Regions from separate parts of the Callithrix jacchus genome. Here region 2 is linked to region 1. A link is a contact called in public Hi-C data. All regions are on one chromosome and are shown on one strand. Each heading gives the region's core, a stretch centred on a gene start, on an enhancer-like site or on the middle of the called end of the contact. The rest is flanking DNA. Distances are from core to core; before and after follow the strand shown. Region 1 overlaps GREB1 (growth regulating estrogen receptor binding 1). Region 2 holds the start of GREB1 (growth regulating estrogen receptor binding 1).

Region 1 (2,700 bases), core at 139-2,638:
TTGCCCATTTCTCATCCCTTCCTTTAGGCTCTCCCATCCCCACGACTCACAGCACTGCTGTACTTGCCTTTAAATATCACTGGCTTGGCCTTGCATATTTTCAGCAAGTTGTCAGGAACAGACACGGGTTCTCCAGAGGTCACCACTGGAAAGGTGACTGAAGCTGGTCCCACCAAGCCAACCTGGGGCATGCAGGACATGCCTGCGCTCTCTAGGAACACCCAAGAATGTTAGTAAAGACATCAGACAAGGCACCCGCCTCTCACACACCTGACATCAGGCCGGCCAGCAAACCTGCTACCCCCCAACCAATGTCCTTGATTACTGGAGCACCAGACTCTTAGAGTCACAGATTCCTAAGGTCAAGGGCACCTCAAGTTCATTCAGTCCATCCTTCCCCCAGTGGTTCAGTCTCTTCTGCAATATCTCTGCCAAGTGATAAACAGCCTCTTTTAAAATTTCTCAACACCCAGAGAACTCACTACCATACAGGGATGCTACACTGTATAAAGCAATTCTAACATGAGAGAGAGATCTTTTGTTACACCACACGCTGCCTCCTTAGAACTCCCTCGCCAGAATACACACTCACACACGTGCACATGCACACATGCAAACACTACTGGCAGCGGCACTACCACCAGCACCCAAGTCTGGAATTCTGGGCGAGGCTGCCATCACTTACCATACTTAGCTCTGTTCCCACCACCTTGGGGGTAGCCACCATCTGGAGCTGATGGAGATTCTGGAGACCACCCTTTGTGGCGTTTTTTGGGGGGCCCGGAGTTTGACAAGATACCTAGACAATATTCAGAGTGTGGATTAGGCTATCACCAGGAAAGAGCTCCAATAAATCTTTCCGTTGGTTTGGAGAACAATGATCTGTTTTATTTTGTTTTTTCTAATCACAGTTTCACATGGGTTTTAAGGACCTAGCAAAATATCTAGGCATAAGGAAATGTTTTTTGTAAATGTTTCACTTCGAAGTTGTGTGTGTGTCTCAACTTTCTCTGAGTCTGAGCGCCTTCGTCTTTAAAATGGGACACTAAACCCTACTCTGAAAGGTGCTTCGATCAGAATTAAAGAGAAAGTATGTAGAGCACTTTGTGCAATGAACTTCAGGGAGCTTGGACCCCATATGGTAGTCAGAATTCCCCACATCATCATCTTCACGACCATGATTGCTTTTACCGACATATTCCAATTCACTTCTGAAGGGCTGGAAGAGAGAAAAACGTTTCCGCACAGGCGACGGCAGCATTCGATCCACCACCACAGCTCCACCGCTTGGGGGCAGTACTGATCTGCCTGTGCTCCCCTCCCTGCCCCAGCCTGGAAAGCTAATTTCAGACTCAAAAAAACCAAGTACAGAGGCTGGCACCCACTGCAATGAGTCATCCCCACCTACTCTAGATAACAGCATGCTCATGACTCAAGCTATCTTGGTGAATGGTCTTAAACACCAAGAATTGGTTTCCATAGTTTCTTGACTAACCAGATACAAAATTTCCCCTACATGTAGAGATTCATGTCTCAACCTCCGCTGCACATTTAACTAACCCGGGAAACTTTTAAAACTCTGGATGCAGCCCCGCCCCAGGTAAACCAGAAGCCCATTATGGGATCAGGACCCATCCCAATGCCTCAGAGCTTCCCCATGATTCTAATGCATGGCCTGGGTGGAGAAGCACCAATCAGAGCAACGATTCTGCAGGTGTGACCCGAGAAGCTGCACAGAACCCACACCAGCCTATTAAACCTTTTCGGTCCTGGGCCCCGCCTTGACCTCCAGAATCACATCTCTGGAAACGACACTAAGAAAATACCATCCTTTATAAGCCAGCTTGGTGATTCCTTTCTTTATGAGATGGAGTCTCATTCTCGTTGCCCAGGCTGGAGTGCAATGGCGCAATCTCAGCTCACTGCAACCTCTGCCTCCCAAATTCAAGCGATTCTGCCTCAGCATCCCGACTAGCTGGGACTAATGGCATACATCACCCTGCCCAGCTAATTTTGTATTTTTAGTAGAGATGGGATTTCACCACGTTAGTCAGGCTGGTCTCGAACTCCTGACCTCAGGTGATGCGCCTGCCTCAGCCTCCCAAAGTGCTAGGATTATAGGTGTGAGTCGCCACACCCCGCCAGCCTGATAATTCTTAAGCACGCTGCAGGGTGAGAATCATTGCTTTACAGTCTCTTAAGAGTAACCCAAAAAATATTTTCACCTCATCAGACTGACTCAAAGTAAATAAAAAGTTAAAAGCAGAAAGTACTTTGTTTACAAAGAGCTTTCAAACCTGTGGGCTCCTTTCACCCTCCCTACAACCACTGGGGCAGCTGCTGTTTTCCTCACCCTGTCTGCAGAGATGAGGCCTTCCACTCTGCAAACATCTGTCTCAGTTGCAATGGGAGGCCCCCCACAGAGGCTAAGCAGCCAGCTCCTCTAAAAGCTCTGCTGATCGTCTAGAGGGGACACGGCTTGGAGCCAGGTCTCGGTAAGGATGGAAGAGATGCAGGTCTTTTCTCACTTTGGGAAGCTAATTCTATAAACAGCTCTAAGTAGACCCTAAGCCCATGAGCTCTTCCCAGATGTCACCAGGAGCTGCTCCCATGGTACCAGTGTGGATCAACTATTTCTGAAAATGTCTCTTGGGGAGGTACTATGTGGCATTTCTGGAAGACAATTCATTATGTAGCCTG
Region 2 (2,700 bases), core at 12-2,511, 100 kb after region 1:
CCCTGACACCGGCCGCCCCCTGTGATCCACTTCTCCGGGTCTTCGGGGCGGCCGAGCCCACCGCCCGGCCCTCCTCCGCGGCCGCCCCTGGACCTCCGCCGGGGAAGGGTCGGGGAGGGCGCGGGCCCCGCACCCCCAGAGGCGCCCGGCGGGGGGCGCAGGTGACAGGGACTGAGGGGAGCCCCCGCGCACTCCCGCCCGGGTTCGCGCCCCGGACCTGGAACCCCAGGTTTACCCTGACCCTCCCGCCCTCGTTCCCAACAAAGACGCGCTCCCGGCTCCGGCGCCCCAGGGAAGGTCGCCGAGCCCGGCCGCCCTGCCCGCTTGTCCTGCCCTGGCGGCTGCCAGGTCCCATCCCGCGCCCACCTGCGTGGGTTCAGAAAGATGGAAGGAACCTCGTGGGTTCAGAAAGATGGAAGGAGCCCTGAGCGCCAGCCCCGGGCTCCGTGCGCCGTCTGCGCTCGACGGTGCGGCGTCCTCCCTCTTCCGGAGGCCGCCCTCCCTGCAGCGGCCCCGTCCCACCCCTGGGGCCATACTGGACGCCCCCTCCGGGGACAGGGCACTTAGCGGGGAAGAAGATCTGGACAGAGGTTGGGGGACCCCTCGGAGGACCGAGGTCATTTTGTCGCTGTGGAACGCAGGCGCCCAGACGGGACGCGGCGTGGCTGTGAGGCTGCGGGAGTGGAGCCCAGGCCTCCCCAAAACTGCACCACAAGGGCCCCCGGATCTGCATGCTCGGCCACAGGGACTGAGCCCGACCGAGCGCAGTCACCGCGGCGCCCACGGTCCTCTTCCCCATCGCCGCCGAGCGCTCAAGACGCGGGAGATGGGGGCACCCGGTCCCCAGCAGCCGAGGTCGGCGAGCGGCCCACGAGAGGACCGGCTCGAGATCAACAGAGGAAGAGAAAGATTCTGGAACTATGGGCCCCTGTGGTTGGAACCCGGCCAGCTTTCCCTGGTGACAGACAGGTCGGGAAAAAAATGAGAGAAGGAAGAAATAAACGAACCTCAAATGAGTCCCTGCAAACCTCACTGGCGGCGGCTGCTGAGGTGGCCCCAAGGGACGAGCACGGGGCAGAAGTAAAACTGGAGGAAGCTGAGACAAGAAAGCTTGAGATCCTTCTTTTCTTTTCTTTCTTTTTCTTTCTATTTTTTTTTTTTTCCTTTCTCTTTCTTTCTTTCCTCTCTGTCTCTTTCCTTTTGTGTGTGTGTGTGCGAAACACAGGTCCCTGTGTTTTCAGGAGGCAGTCAGAAGCAGAACTGGACTCAGGAAACTGGCCCTGGGCCCCCTGCCACTCACCGCGAGGACCCCTAGTGAGGCCTTGGGCCTAATAACCACTGTCTTTGAAAACAGCCTGAAAACTCACAGTTCACAAATCTGGACTGAGTGATTAAACAATAAAAGCAGGGAGTGAGGTTTAGGCCCCAGCACCTGCCAGCACACTGCAGGTTCTCAGTGAAAGTGAAGCCTGGGTGAATCCCTGCAGCTCGCCATACTCTGATTGGCAGCACCTTCATTTTCCTTTCCTCATTATGAAATAGCTCAAACACCCACATTTGACTTTTCTCATTGTGAAATTTTCAAATACACGCTAAACTAAGAAAGTAACGTAAAGAGCCCATGTGCTCAAGAACCAGCCAATCCTAACATCGTGCCACACTTGCTTCAACTGTTTATGTAAGACATGAATATTACAAACAGTGGAAGCCTTCCTCGGGTCACCCCTAGTACTCTTCCAAAGCATCCCATTCCTGTGTTTACACTGTTACTGCATTATTCATGTGTTCATAAATCATATAGAGAATTTTTATCTGCTTTACAATTTCCTGTGTGTCACCATCCTATTTCATTCTGAAACCTGGTCAGTTTGTCTTGTTTTGCTCAAGATTATGAGATCCACCTGATCATATATATAGCTCTAGTTTATTCATTTTAACTATTACATTGTATTCCATTGTATGAATAGGGCACAAGTCATACATACATTCTTCTGTTGATAGACATTTGAGTTGAGATTATAAGCCAGACTGCAGTGAACATTCTGGAACTGCATTTATCTTTCTAGGGTATAGCTCATCTCATTTCAGCCACTCTAGTAAAAACCTGTGCAGAATAAGATGTTGAATTAACTAACATTAGCCCAAATGTCCACTCTATGGTTTGGGTTAGTTACTATAACTGCTAAACCAATAATCACTGTGAAAAATGTCCTTACATTTTTTTCTCTCTTCGTTTTGACAGCTTATGTCTTACCAGGCAGATAAAATCCCATAGAACAGAGGTCAGCAAATTTTTCTTAAATGGCAAGAGGTCGGTATTTTAGTCAATTTAAAATGTAAGTTCATTGTTTTCTTTCTTTCTTCTTTTTTTTTTTTTTTTGCTTTTTTTTTGTTTTTAGAGATGAGGGTCTCACTTTGTCACTAGGCTGGTCTGGAACTCCTGGCCTCAAGTAATTATCCTGCCTCAGCCTCCCAAAGTGCTGGGGTTACAGATAAGAGCCACTGCTCCCCACCTAAAGGTAACCTTTTAAGAATGTAAAAAGTATACTTATTGGCTCATGGACTATAAAACAAAAATAAAAAGCAAAAAATAGTCAACTGAGTGGAGTTGGCCCCTGGGCTACAGCTCGTTTTCCCACTCCTGCTATAGAAGAATTCATTCCAAAAATGAATTCCTTTCTTTAAATAGGTGGTCACTTT

What was found. A called contact is a pair of places that touch in the nucleus more often than the background predicts.
Region 2: a contact with region 1 is called in a Hi-C map of skeletal muscle, with 16 times the contacts expected there. The contact joins the promoter of GREB1 here to the enhancer-like site in region 1. A contact is called at or near these places in 3 of 3 Hi-C or Micro-C datasets (induced pluripotent stem cells and skeletal muscle).

Annotation. Positions count from the first base shown.
Region 1 is chr14:103,463,898-103,466,597 of calJac240_pri, forward strand. It overlaps GREB1 (growth regulating estrogen receptor binding 1), which reads right to left. Exons shown (of 33, transcript XM_078348497.1): 8 at 686-799; 9 at 68-211. Among named protein-coding and RNA genes, the nearest start is that of NTSR2, 81 kb to the left of the region's middle. Within about 2 kb of position 1,389, at least 3 of the 16 cell types and tissues checked have an H3K27ac peak or open chromatin away from gene starts, as enhancers often do.
Region 2 is chr14:103,567,400-103,570,099 of calJac240_pri, forward strand. GREB1 (growth regulating estrogen receptor binding 1) reads right to left here and starts at 1,262. Exons shown (of 33, transcript XM_078348497.1): 1 at 1,008-1,262.